Regions from separate parts of the Oryctolagus cuniculus genome. Here all the other regions are linked to region 3. A link is a contact called in public Hi-C and Micro-C data. All regions are on one chromosome and are shown on one strand. The core of a region is the stretch at or near the end of the contact, and the rest is flanking DNA. Distances in the headings are between cores, read along the strand shown. Region 1 overlaps CMSS1 (cms1 ribosomal small subunit homolog). Region 2 holds the start of TBC1D23 (TBC1 domain family member 23). Region 3 overlaps CMSS1 (cms1 ribosomal small subunit homolog).

Evidence for each region. A called contact is a pair of places that touch in the nucleus more often than the background predicts.
Region 1: a Hi-C map of an unstated tissue shows a contact between it and region 3, with 5 times the contacts expected there. The contact joins two enhancer-like sites. A contact is called at or near these places in 3 of 6 Hi-C or Micro-C datasets (ear pinna, liver and an unstated tissue).
Region 2: a contact with region 3 is called in a Micro-C map of ear pinna, with 5 times the contacts expected there. The contact joins the promoter of TBC1D23 here to the enhancer-like site in region 3. A contact is called at or near these places in 4 of 6 Hi-C or Micro-C datasets (ear pinna, psoas muscle, skin fibroblasts and 1 more).

The regions. Positions count from the first base shown.
Region 1 is chr4:54,312,927-54,317,839 of mOryCun1.1, reverse strand. All of the region lies in intron 1 of CMSS1 (cms1 ribosomal small subunit homolog), which reads right to left. All of the region lies in intron 5 of FILIP1L (filamin A interacting protein 1 like), which reads left to right. Among named protein-coding and RNA genes, the nearest start is that of CMSS1, 23 kb to the right of the region's middle. Within about 2 kb of position 3,614, at least 1 of the 8 cell types and tissues checked has an H3K27ac peak or open chromatin away from gene starts, as enhancers often do.
Region 2 is chr4:54,786,544-54,791,018 of mOryCun1.1, reverse strand. TBC1D23 (TBC1 domain family member 23) reads right to left here and starts at 1,728. Exons shown (of 19, transcript XM_070071986.1): 1 at 1,498-1,728. The coding sequence starts at 1,550.
Region 3 is chr4:54,558,125-54,562,960 of mOryCun1.1, reverse strand. All of the region lies in intron 1 of CMSS1 (cms1 ribosomal small subunit homolog), which reads right to left. All of the region lies in intron 1 of FILIP1L (filamin A interacting protein 1 like), which reads left to right. Among named protein-coding and RNA genes, the nearest start is that of FILIP1L, 44 kb to the left of the region's middle. Within about 2 kb of position 3,375, at least 3 of the 8 cell types and tissues checked have an H3K27ac peak or open chromatin away from gene starts, as enhancers often do. A contact at or near this core is called in ear pinna, where this site is marked.

The sequences.
Region 1 (4,913 bases), core at 2,365-4,864, 250 kb after region 3:
TTTATATAATTTGCTTTGGGAAAAAAATCAACACCTTATTTGAAAACATAGTCTGGTATGTAGAGATGAGAATCTTCAACACAACTAAATATAAGCCTCAAAGCAAATTTTAAAATCTGCACTGAAGTTTCATCACATCTGGTATGTTTCTTTCTACTCACTGTCACATTGGCCCACAGGATGTTCATACTTGAACATTTATATTTATAATAATACCTTGTACTTTTGTCTCTTTCAAAGATACCATATTATAAATTGGAGCTTTCAGATTAACTAGTGCTTTTCATTTCTCCAGTGCTTTCAGAAGAAATAGAATCTAAATTAACCTTAGTGGGGAAAATGGATTTCAGCAGGATCCTCAAGAACTTTAGACATAACTTCCTCTACCTTTTAGACCTTTCTAAAAAGAGTGCTCTCTGAGGATTTTCAATTTTGTCTGTATTAGTTTACAATCACCACAGGCATGATGTCTTCTATTAGGATACAAACTTTATTCATTCCTCAACAAATCACCTACAAGAATGAACTGACAAATACTTATGAAATATCCACTATTATTTTTTGCTGTTGTAGGCAGTTGTGTAGGTGTTGACATTTGGAATCTAAGGCCAGAGCTAAAATGTAGATACCAGTATAGAGAGAATTGTATAGCCAGTAACTACTTAAAGAGTTTGAAGATTACTCTGTGGTGGAGCTCAGGGCTTACGTTTCAAACAGATGAGATCTGGGCAGGGGCTGAGGATTAGGAAAACTGGAATGGAGGACAAGAGTGTTCCAAACAGGAGCTCACAAGGCGGAGGTGTAATGGCAGGTAGGACAGCGGACAATCAACATTCAAGGAACAATGTGCAGTGCAGTGTGGCTGAAGCTGAGTGGGTTGGGTCAAGAGCTAGAAGGGCATGCTTTGCTCTGATTATGAAGGGCTTTGAACAAAGTGCAAGGGAATGCTCTGTGTCCTCCTTTAAAAGGCTTCTGGGTAGTGAACTAAAGTAACATAAGGGAAAAAACTAATCTTTATACAGTCTTTAAGTAGTTCTTTGTTTCATTTTACAACAATCCCAAAAAGTGAGTATTATCACAATTTCACAGTTAAATACATTAAAATGCTGAGATATAGGGAAAGTGGCTTCAGGGCCATTAGTATGTGACAAAAATGAATAGTGAATGCAAGTCTAGCTTCATTGTCTCATTTTCCTTTCACGGCAACTAAGAAGCTACCTCCATGCAAGGAGAAACATTAAAAATTGCATTTGATTCTTTCCACTACCGATGGTGATAAGCAGTTGCCTAATGTCTACTTATGCTTCATCTCACAAATCAGCCTCTTTAGTTGGAACACTCAAATGCCCCTGAACATATCCAGGTCTTTTCTTTCGTCTTCCCTACTGCTCTACATGGGTAGAATTCCTGTTTCATCAAATGAAATAAGACCCAGAGGCAAAGATCTGGCTTATGGCTTACCTATTCTGAAATCATCCAGGATCACCACAGCCAATGGTGATCTGCCTCTCTTCCAACTGCTCCTGCCACCCTGAAGCCATAGTTAGAATAACAAGAGAAAAGGGATGTTGGGGGCCAATTCCTACAAAAATGGGCAGGATTGGAGAATACTGACAAGGTGATGGTGCTGAGGAAAGGAGATGTTAGATGCAAGACCACAAAGCTCATGTTCTTATAATCAACAGACTGTACTCAGAAAATACAGTGGCTGTGGTCAGTGCCCAACTCCATCTTCAGGCAGGATTCTATAAGCAAGGGGCACAAGTACCTGACCAGCCTCAGGGGAGACTGAAGAGAAAAATATCAGAAGTGAATGAAAATGATCTAGGAAAGTAGCATCACAATCATTCACATCAAAGCTTAGTAAGTAAGGAGGTGGCTACCTTGTTAGTCCTGATAATGATCAAAGACCTTCCAGAAAAGACAACCAAGAGATCCAGGTCTAGTCACCTTTCAGAAAGTACCACACATTTAGACCCATATTTGGTGTTACTTCTGCCATTGCAGAAACCTAAAAAAAATTGCTAGATGGAGGATCCTAATTTAAGATTTCTATTTCTCAAGTATCACTATTACTAGTAAGGAAAGACTGATGTTCCCAAGATCATTTTTCTTTTAAATAATTGTTGTGTTTTTTCCCAGCTCACAGGAGAAGTGTTAGGCCTCACCTTTGTCAATCTTTCTCTAAATTCTACTTCCAATTCAGGACTACAATAACTGCAAACCCAGGAACATCCCACATAAAAACTGTCATTACAAAAAAATGTCTCCAATTTGGTCCCATGTCTCTCCTCTTAATAATTAAAGAAACACAAAACCCATTTCTAGCAGGTGTTTGGCCTGACAGTTAAGATTCCTGTGTCTCATACTGGAATACTTGGGTTTGAGTCTCAGCTCTGGCTCCCAACTCTACCTTCCTGTTAATGCACACACTCTAGGAGGCAGCAGTGATGGCTCAAGTGTTTGAAAGAACTGAATTGAGTAAGTACCTCCCAGCTCCAGCCCAAGATCCAGCTGTTGCAGCCATTTGCAGAGTGAACCAGTAGATGGGAGCTCTTGGTCTCTCCATCTCTCAAGTAAGAAAAAAAAAAAAAAATGAACTACCATAAAACATAACAACCTTCTTCAATACAGTTATTTTTAAAAAATTATTTATTTATTTGAGAGGCAGAGTTACAGACAGAGGGAGAGAGAGAGAGAGAGAGAGAGAGAGAGATCTTCCATCCGTTGGTTTACTCCCCAAATGGCTGCAACGGCCAGAGCTGGGCTGACCCAATGACAGGAGCCAGGAGCTTCCTCCAGGTCTCCTACATGGGTGCAGCGGCCCAAGTATTTGGGCGATCTGCTGCTGCCTTCCCAGGCCGCTATGGATTCAAAGAGCAGCCTGGACACAAACTGGCACCACAGGCAGAGACTTAACTTACTATGCCACAGCACGGGCCCCACAGTTACTTTTTAAACAACACAAATTCTTCAAGAATACAGTAATATCCTTCGGTATTAACAAATCAGCTAGGTTTATTTCTTCTTTTTAAAAAAATAAATGAAAGTTATTTCTTATCTGTTCTGTTGTTCCTGCCTGAATACACCTGTATCAGTCACTTTTTAAACCACAGAAAATTTTAGAAAGAGGAGCTAATTAAAAACTGCAGAACTTCAAAGAGTCTTTAGCCTAAGAGGTAAACCATTCCTTCAGGGCAATAAGCAGGGAGTCAGTGGTAGGGATCACACTGCAATGTACAACATCTCTTATAGTAACATGTGTAAGCAGCCCATTTATTCTACATAAAACTTTTTTTTCTGGTTATAATAATACAAATTTATTACAGCAACCTTGGAAAATGTAAGTGCTTTTGAGGCTGCTGCTTTTGGCTCCTAAGAAGGGTAATGAGAAGACTATGAAGAACAATGGACAATTATTAATACTTTTTCAGAGACAAACCTATCAACTACGGCCCTATTCCAGGTTTTTCTCAGATTGCCAATGAGGAAGGAAATTCACTTGGTGGGAAAGGGGGGCCATCCTGCCCTTACTGCAATTCCCCTGTGCCAGAAAGTGGCAAATTCTTCCACAGAGTACAAGGTTTATGTAATCTGTCTGCTCAGTCCAGACACAATGGCTAAGGGGTCAGCCAGGTCACTGAAGGAGAGGGGCAGGATTTCCTTTCCCCTAGCAGTCCAATTCCTGCTGCAATAATGGTAAAATCACTGCACATTGTTCAAGTACTGGGAAGAAATGTACAGTTGTTCTAAGATGTAAGACTGAGAAGAAGTGAAAAAATTGAATGGGTCCAAATGAAAGAAAAAGAAGGGAGAGCGGGGGAGAAAGGGTATCAGTACAGGAAAGAAAAGAAAAAAAAAAAAGCTGAGATGAAAGAAAACCCTCACAGACGAATGAAAGAAAGAAGATAAACAAGTTAGACAACAATCAGGTTCATATATTTTAAGTTAACAAAGTATTTCTACATGTGATGCTCTATGTCTGGCACAAATGAAAACCACGGAGTTAGGAAGGATTCTAAAAACTATAATTCAGTGTTTATTCTTGGCTTGCCCCCACTGTCCATTATGTAGTTACCACAGAAAGGCAGATGGAGAGGTGACTAGGTGTGACCACAAACCACAATACGTTATAGAACTTTCACCTCAGAAACTGGACAACTCTGTGATATAAAACATAGCAGTGAAACACTATTTAAAACTAAAGGTAGCTAATCAAATTATAGTATCCCTTGCAGTGTAAAACTAAAGCTTTTAGTGATAAGGTTTTATTACATAATGAAGAAATCCTGAGAAAATCAAGGGAAAAAAGCCAAAGCAGCATAAGAAACTTTGGGCTATTTGCCATATTCATTATCTGTTATTTCCATTCCCCCTCCCCAACACAAATTAGCTGTGATTTGCCAAAAAATATAAAAGACAAAAGAAGATAAAGCAGTAATTTTTTGAAGCAATTTTTCTCCAGTTTAGCATTTCCTCCTTTTCACCACCATATCCATCATCATTACTTATGTACTTTCCCACTGAACACTGAGATAAAAACAAAAATACAAAAACACTGTCATTCTGATAACATGGCCTTGACCAAGCATTCCACAGCTGGGACCCTTTGGAAGTCCAGAAGCCCTGAATCTAGTCTTTCCCCGACTTGTCCTCAATTACCACAAATCAAAATAACCCAGGTCCTTGGGAGTCTTGAACCTTTCAATCCTTAGAGGTCAAGGTGTGATGAGGGGCCCTGCAGTCCCAGGGGTCAGGATCATTCCTGAAGGGACACAGTATGTTGACAACACAGCTTCAGAAAGTTCAAAGTACTCACAAAATTCATTTTGAGAAAGGAAACATCCTGACTCCAGCTGTCAAATTAGGATTTGATAGCTTTTTCATAAATGCTGGTTTTGCTCTGGTATATT
Region 2 (4,475 bases), core at 479-2,978, 230 kb before region 3:
ACATCTGAAATATGGCTACACCAAACTGAGATGTAAGGTCAATGTAAAATGTACATCAGATTTTGAAAACTTTGTACAAAAAAGATTCAAAATTATCTAATTGTTTTAAAAACAGTGAATAAATGCCAAAATAATGGGTTGGATAAATTCAATAAAATAGATCATTAAAATTATTTTTAACATCCTCTTTGGAGTCTTTACTGTGACTACTAAAAAAATTAAATTACACACGTGGCTCCCTTCTTTTAGCCAGCATAGATCCAAGTCCTATTCATTCCTCAAGGCCTATTTCAAGCATCAATGCTTTCACGATGCCTTCCCCAACGACTCCAGCTAGAAGTGGTTTCTGCCATAACCCCCTTAAAGTCACACTCCAACAGAATAAGATTAATTTTTACCTTGTAACTACGTTCCTTAACTCTATAGGTAAATAGAAAAAATAACATCTAGGTCATCATAAGTTCTCCTCCTAACTCTGCAGAGTACATGCACTAAGATAACATTTGATGTCTCTAAACAAAAGTTGAATTTTTCAATTACTACATAATTCTTCAATGATTTCCATTCCCTTCCCCAAAAGACAAAAGTTGAAGACTAAGAGTGTCTTGTATTATTTTTAGGTAAGTAGAGTGCCAGTGAGCTGTACACCTATATAATACACAAGCAAGTCCCAAACTAATACACTTACATCAGCTACAAAAACTAGACAAGCCTCGAAACTTCCTTTTTAAAAACATAGGATGTTTATTATTCCTAATGGTGTACTGTGAAGATGAACTATTTCAAAAGTAGGAGCGCTTCTCCGAGATTACTGGGTGAGTAAAGTTGTCCTCCCCACTACCTCAAAACAAATCAGGTATGCATGCCAAGGCTTGGGATCACAAGAGCGAAGTCCCACACTGCATCCTAAGCTTAGAAATCGACCTGTGAGAAGAGGAGGTAGGAAAATACAACTTCTGTGAAAGAGACGAACGTGGAAACTGTTGGGATCGAAACGAGATTTTTTTTAAAAAAAGGAAAAAAATAGCTCAATTACGTGGAAAGGATCCACTCGGGGTGTGTCTTTCAACCTCTGAACCCTCAGGCAAAGGTCGTGCTGATAATTTCAAAGCATCTCTTCTTCAAATGGTATTCTAGTGCCTCAGATCTACATCCAAAAAAACTTCCTGCTTAAACAGCCTCCTGCAACTCCCCTACCAACCTCTGGCCAACCCAGCCCTAGAACCACCCTCTCTAGCAAAATCTGGAGACCGGAGGACGAAGTGACAGGCCTAGCACCTGGACGACACCCTTCGCTCTTCCAGTCCTGCTCCAGCCCCTTGGCAGGACCTGACGGAGGGGACCCGGCAGGCAGAGGGGGCGGGGCAGAGCACCGGACTTGGCCGACGATGGCTTTTCTCTTTAAACGTCGGCGCCAGCTGGTGTCTCAGGGACGGGCAGGAGAGTGAGAAGGAAGAATAAAGGGCCAGTGGGCATTAGCCCCCGGCTTTCACTCACCAGCCGTCGCCACTTGACGTTGGTAGTGCCAGGACTTCTTCTCCTTCCGCCATTGCTGTTGACGTCCACGTCACTTTGCCGAAAAGTGGAACCGGCGCCGAGACAGACTCTTGACACCCAGTGTCGTAAAAGGTCTTCCGAAGTCCCGGACTGAGCTGCTCCAACGGGAAAGAAAGGAGGAGGGAGCAGGGAGGGTACAAACTTAACGTCACGGCGTCCCGAAGGCGAAAGGCAGCGTGGGACGCTTGGGGGAGGAGACTTAATAAAGGAAGTTGCCCCACCAAAGACTACATATCCCATGATGCCGCGGAGTCCCCGGGCCGGACGGAGTGGGCGGGTATGTGGGGAAGTGCATCCCGGTAGAAGGCCACAAGAGTCTGGAGCGTTGGTTTTTGGCGGCGGGTTAGCATCTGTGTTCCAATTTGACGTCGAACTTAAAGTTAGGACCGTCAGTGGAGAGAAGAGGGCGGAGGGAAATTCATGCAGGGAATGTGGACGTAGGAAGAGAGTAACGTTTCTGTTGATCTCCTGTAACAGCTAGATTTGAGGAAAGCGTGGGAAGTCTATTTATGGAGCCCATTCAGTAATATGCATGGAGGCCGGCGTACTTCATTTCTGCATATTTGAGTTATAAATCAAGCTGAGTAAAGGAAATATGTTTTAGCCTCCTATCTTAAATAGAACTTCCTAACAGCATGGAAGGTCAAATTCAAATTTAGAATTCCAGAACTGGAATTCATTACAGGGAAAGCTGTCAAGATCCTTTGCTTTTGCACCCCGCGAGCATGGACGCGTTCAGAGTCAGCCCCTGTATCCACGCTCTCTCCACACCACCAGTACCCTTCGGACACAGACCCCTGGGCTTCCCTCTGCCACCTGAGGGCTTTGAGTGGGTACATGCTCAGGTGGATGGACCCACAGAAATGCTTTTGCAAGCCTAGGCAACACCACCGATGAAGTAGAACTACATGCAACAACATAGATAAATCTGAAAAATATTAGATGAGCAAAACATTGGCAATGGATAGGTAAGGTATGATGTCATTTAAATTTGGTGTTAAAAACAGGCAAGATAATATTTTATGAATAGGTAGGTATGTGCTAAAAAATGCAAGGGGGTAATGTATAGAAAAATTGGAATGGTAGTTACCGTGGGAGAAAGGAGGAACGCCTCAATTAAAATTTTAATATTTGATTTCTTGAGAGCTGAGAAGTAGCTACTTGGGCATCCATTATTCTTTATAGAATATAATATGTTTCATAATTTTAAAAACTATTGTATTAAAGTAATAGCTATCTCATTTACAACCAAAAACATGTTCTCTTTTCCCAAAGGGCAGATAATACACTGATAAAGCTGCATGTTACTGCACCTAGATCCAAGCCCAGGATTTCTATGTGATATTCAGCGCTTCATTGGGGAAAATTTCTTTTAACACCAATGAGGCTTTTGCTGCCTGCTATCAGAAAGAATAAAAGTATGAATCTAAGTCAGATTACCATCCTAATATGCAGGACCTCTGCTGGATCCCCTCAGTTGTTGCCAGAGAGTTTTCAGAGGCTTTACTAAAATTCTTTTTTTAAGATCTTATTTATTTGAGAGGTAGAGTTACAGAGAGTGAGAGAGAGATAGAGAGTGATCCATTTGCTGGTTCACTCCCCAAATGGCCACAATGGTCAGAGCTGGGCCTATCCGAAGCCAGGACCAAGGAGCTTCCAGGTCTCCCACATGGGTGCAGGGCCCCAAGCACTTGGACCATCTTCTGAAGCTTTCCAAGGCCACAGCTGGATCAGAATTGGAGCAGCTGGGACATGAACTGCCACCCATATGGGATGCTGGTGCTGTAGGTGGAGGCTTAACCTACTATGCCACAGCAAAAGCCCTCACTAAAATGGCTTTAAAAACCATTCAGTCAGTGATGAGACAAGAAATTGTTCACTGGTTAAAGTAATTCTACTCCTCAGTTATTCATCTTGAATGTAATTAAATTAGTGACTGCTTTGCAGTCTGTGATGAAATTCCATTAAAAACTTATCATTTGACATTTTCAAGCAGTTCTTCATTATGTAAAGGTGAAGTTGAAATTTCTGACTTCTGTTACCCTTAACAGGATCAGAATGAGCTTCATGGACATGCTTCCTCTGCAGTAACACAAGACCCTTGCGCTTGGTTAATGCTCTGCTGTTGCCATCTTGAAATTCTTAATGATTTTGGAACAAGAGGCCCCTTGTTCTCATTTTGCACTAGGCCTCACAAATTAGTTGGACATTCCTAGATAGGTCAGCATCATATTGATACAAAACCCATTTGGGACAAGATTTCAATTGAAATTGTTTGATGATTTTTTTCTTCTGGAAGGTTTGTATCATTTATTGTTTACTCGTAAACCTGTTCTAAGTTCTATTGAGTATTCATTTTGGAAATCATGATATTAATGACCATGATGATATTATCTCCTTCAGTGATAAATTCAGGACTCTGACTGTGAGGTAAGGTTCTTGAAACTTAGAATGCCTTTGATTTCTCTTCCTTGAACAGGTCCGACTGGTGTTTGTTTGGGTTTGGGTTGTTAATATTCAGCTTTCAGTGGTAGGTAAGTCTTCTTCCCATAAATGCTTTCTCCTCATCTGCTCTGTGTCAGCATCAGCCATACCTTCCCCTCCCCTCATCATTTGAAAGAACAAACACCACACTGAGTTTTTGATATCTAAGATGCCGGATTATGACAGATCTCTCCTGGTTGTTGGGTTTTCTAATTAAAAGCCCTTCCTTTTGTACCATATCTGGTCTGTCCATATTTCCCCAACATGTCTCACTGCCTGAGATGACAAGTATCATGTTATGTTCACAGAATATTTTATAGCTGGCTACAAATTTTTATCGTTGTAACTTTGTGAGTGTTTTTTGCTTTTGAAACATCTCAAGGCCCTGCCATTGAGTAAACTTGGGTTGTTGTGTGCATGAGATTGCAAATAGA
Region 3 (4,836 bases), core at 2,126-4,625:
CCCGTATGGGATGCTGGCAACACAAGCAGCAGCTTTACCTGCCACGCTACAATACCAGACTCAGAAAAAAGTAGCTTCAATGTCCACTTGTTCTGGTGGTTTTCAGCGAGAAGTTGGAGGAAGTGGGGTAGGTCATTTATGGAAGAAGGAGTGGATTATTTCTCTGATTAAATATAACATGGATCCCTAGAGTTTGAGAAAATTTATTTTTTGGCAAACTGTCCAAAATAAATGATGACACATTACCAGGTGGAGTCAGACACTTCTTCTATCTTGTATTTATGGAACACAGCAAAAAATTTTTAATTGTTACAATTACCAGCTGGGAAGTACAGTGGGAGAGGGATGGTTGGTTGGATGACAGCTGAACTACTGGAACTGAATACCAGAGAAGGTATCACAACTTTACAACAAAAACTGGCAGCCATATGGGATGCTGATGCTGCAGACAGCAGCTTAACATGCTGCACCATAGCACTGGCCATGGTTAAGGTACATGATCATTGAAAACACTGAGTTGATGAAGTCAGTCATGGGAGAAAATCAGAGAACAATTAATTAGGACCACAGGCAGGAGAAATGACAGGAAATAAGTCAGAGATAACTGTTAGGACTTGAATTCCAAGCTCGAGTCATGGAGAATTCTCAGAGCCATGAAAGTTTGAGTCTAGACTTGGAAATGCAGAGAAGCAACTGGAACAGGTCCCTGTTGAGAAAATAGCCCATTCATTTTCCAGCTGAATAATCCACAGGTTGGGAAAATGGAGTTGAAAAATCTTAGGACATGAGATATGGGAGAGCCAAGAGCCGTAGCCCTTTAGAGCTTACTGTCCAGGGCTTTGCCCTGAGATACACAGCACATAACACTCAAGAGGATGATCCAAAGACGACAGGTTTAGCCTAATATGTGCTAATTAGTTTACCACAGGGATAAATGATCCTACGAATCTCTGTAGGTAGAAGTCTTCTAAATTCAGTGTCAGTATATGGGTTGAGACATCAAATAATAAAAATGGAATTAGCACAAAGTCTTCATGAGGACACTTTGTTGATGGATCATTGGTTCACACCTGGAGAATAATTATTGCTGGATGTCCAAAGAGTGTAAATCTTGAGACCTCTAATTATATAGTCAGGTTGAAAATTGTCACAGTGATTCTCTTCAAGGAGGAAATCAAGGGTCAGATGGAGATGACAGGAAGAGAGACCAGTGCAGAGAAAAGAGTTGAAGCTAGGAGGAAAAAGAGGTAAGGATCCGTTTGGAAGGATCAGTCTTAGACAGGAAAGGGCAGTTTTGGAGCAGAGTGAGAGAAAGGCCTGGCATGGAACAGTAAGTGCTTCTAGCATTGGCCCCAGGAAATCAAAACACAAGCCTTGACTATGACTGGAGCCAGCCGCATGGAAGACTTATGCCCTTAGGTTTTTAAGAACTTCCTCTATCCTCTCTTCCACGGGAGTTTCAGTGAATGCTTTGAAGCTCAGGCAGGCTCAGGAGAGGAAGTCCTCTCTCTGATTGCCCTGCCTCAACTGCCAGGCTACAGCAAGATGTGAGGTGACATTTTGAGCAGGAAACCAAGTATTAATGAGGCAGTTCTACCCAGGGAAATTCTTTTCCTTTCCTCTTGATCTCTATGTTTCTCTGCGATACCCAGCAAATGCAGGCTCTTAAGAGATGGAGTGGGTGAAAGAAAATCAGGATAAAGCCATTATTTTTCTCCTTGTCATCAGCGTATATTGTGATATGTCTGAAATGGCACAACTATAGGGACCCACTATATAAGGGAAATTAGGAAATGCTAATACACCCTGTCTCCCCTCCCCCAAATGAGTAGCTGCTCTTAAAACTAACAAAAGAAATCCTTTTCTTTTGTACAATTTTTTAAAATCTATATAACTGAGTAACAGAGCAGAACAAAAAAAGGAATTATATAGAAGAGAGCATAATAAGTAAAATCATACATGGTGAAAACCACACTATTAGTGATATTAATTCTTCACTCATGGGCAATTTTTGATGGGTTGCGGCAGCATCTTATTATAACCTCATACATTCTTTTAAAGGAGCATAAGATTAATCTGTGAACTTTAAAAATGTACTTAGGTTTCAGTGTACTTAGGCTAAAGCTTAAACTGGTTGGACCAGTAAGAAACATTATTTAAAGCTCTAGTCCTAAGAAACAGCAGAGTACTCAAAAGCAACACTAATGTGAAAAAACATTTTTATTCCATTGGTTAGGAGAGGCCAAACAATTATTTCAGATGTGTCTTATCAGTTCATTCTGATCACATTCTTACAGTATTAAGGTGATCAACTCCCCCTAAAAACTAGTGAGGAAGAACAATTGAAGACCACCTCCCATAACCAAATCTAATTGCAATGACCATTCTAAGAGCAACATTCATTGTTTCTCACATTAATGGGACTCAGATCTGTGCTCTGGTCATAATACGCAAGAGCAAAAGCATTTAGTGTCAGCCATTTGGTAATAATTATCCAAACCCATGGTCTTTTTTTCTGTATACATTATGGCACTGCCATGTGTGTATCCATAATCAAATGCTGTTAATTTTTAATGTGTGAGTTTTCTCTTTGAGGATCAAATGAGTCATGAATTATGAGGATCAAAAGAGTTAAGAATTATGTGTGAAATGAGAAGAAAAAAATGAGAAAAAAGTCTCCCAAAGTACAATAGACCTGAGCTGCCCTGTCACACCAGATTTTTTACTTAAGTCTGTCAAAATGAGCTGGACAGCTTTCGAGTTTGTATCTCATGTCCAGGGCAAACAGCAACTCCCTCTCTTACGGCAAATCCACTATTTCTGCTTACGTCTTCACAAATGGATGGGCTCTCCACTCTGCCCCCGTTTCTATGCCAAATTCCAAAATTTCTGGCAGAAAAGAGATCTGTCAAAACAGGTTAGTTGTATTTTTATTGGTTCCTCCAGACCATGACGACATTTCCTGATAGGCAATGCCAGGAAACTATTAATGTCTGAAAAAGCAGTGAATGTTCTTATGAGCACAAACTCTCTGGTGCCCCAGGAGACTGCTGCCTGAAGGAACCCCCACCAGTCTTCAGAATGTGACACAGATTCAACGTGCTGCTGTGTCAGAACTCTAAAACACCACTACCAGAAAAGAGGAAAGTGTCTTTCCCCAAAGAAATTTCTGCAACATACAACAGGTTGTTTCCTCCCTTTCTCTCCCACACATGCTTGCCCAGGGCAGAGGAGTGGGGCATTAGCTGGGCAACTAATGGCTGGATCAGTTGAGGCTGCTGCACAAATTAGGTAATGCATTCAAGTAGTTAATGGATCCTTCCCCAAGAAAAGGCAGTAAAAATGTCTACACTTGGATGAGGAGGGTATGGCCTTCCGAGCAAATGGAAGAAAGGATCCATTTTAACATCCAGGTGCAGAAGCAGAAGTGCACTTTTTAAAAGGTGCTCAGTGATTCCACTAATGCTAGAAGTGCATTCTGCCAATGTGCACCCTGTGAACACTTGCACAGCTGATCTTAAAGGAAGAAGGAGCTTCACAGAAGATGTGAAACTAAATGGAACAAAACTTGGTTGAGGCACTGGACCTTTAGGAAACTTTCAAGGGTGTCAACTGATATATTATTAAGTGCCCAAATCATGTGGCTATTTGCTAATGTTATAACTGGGTTTGTGGAGCAGAAAAGCAGCTCCCTGCACTGTCATATCCTTCTATTTCACAGCGCCACCTGCTGGGTGACAATGAGCTGAACTGTCACTTCTTGAACTGATATCTAAAAATTCACAAAAAGAAACGGCTTTACTTTTTCCACTGTACAGAGAATACTGAGAAACAGTGTTCTCTATGGTGGCATTTTCACGGTGGCAGGGTATAGTTCTGTTCATCTTTTCTGCTGCCCTATCCACTCACATTCCAGTGATGACTGTGTCCTTTGAAATGTCCAAACAGGAAAGAGAAGCATTAAAACCAAGAACATAATATATGTTTGTTGCAAGTTAACTGATGTTAGGTCACAGAAATCACGACCTTTAAAAGCTGGATGGTTTCCTCATAATCTTTAAAGAGACCTCTAGGAGCTGGTTCAGCGGCGTAGTGGGTAAAGCTGCCGTCTGCAGTGCCGGTATCCCATATGGGTGCCGGTTCGAGTCATGGCTGCTCCACCTCCTATCCAGCTCTCCGATATGACCTGGGAAAGCAACAGAAGATGGCCCAAGTCCTTGGGCTCCTGCACCCATGTGGGAGACCCAGAAGAAGATCCTGGCTCCTGGCTTCGGATTGGCGAAGCCCCGGCCATTGCAGCCAAGTGGGGAGTGAACCAGTGGATGAAAGATCTCTCTCTCTCTCTCTCTGCCTCTCCTTCTCTCTCTGTGTAACTCTGACTTTCAAATAAATAAATAAATCTTTAGAAGAAAGAGGGTCGGCGCCGCGGCTCAATAGGCTAATCCTCCGCCTTGCGGCGCTAGCACACTGGGTTCTAGTCCTGGTCGGGGTGCCCGATTCTGTCCCGGTTGCCCCTCTTCCAGGCCAGCTCTCTGCTGTGGCCTGGGAGTGCAGTGGAGGATGGCCCAAGTGCTTGGGTCCTGCCCCACCTGGCAGGTTATCCAGTAGAAGGGGCAGGGCAGGATGCAAATACAGGGCTGCCCCTGAAACGTTATCAGGATGACTTTGAGATGCATATGCTGGACTTAAATGTCTCCTTAGGCCTTTGTCACACACACATAAGCTCATACCTGACTTCCTACCTAATACATTCATGCATCATGCATCCATTAATCATCTTTTTATTCCCCTATATGCTGTCTCCCCATCCATCATCAATTTGGGTTTATGAAAAGT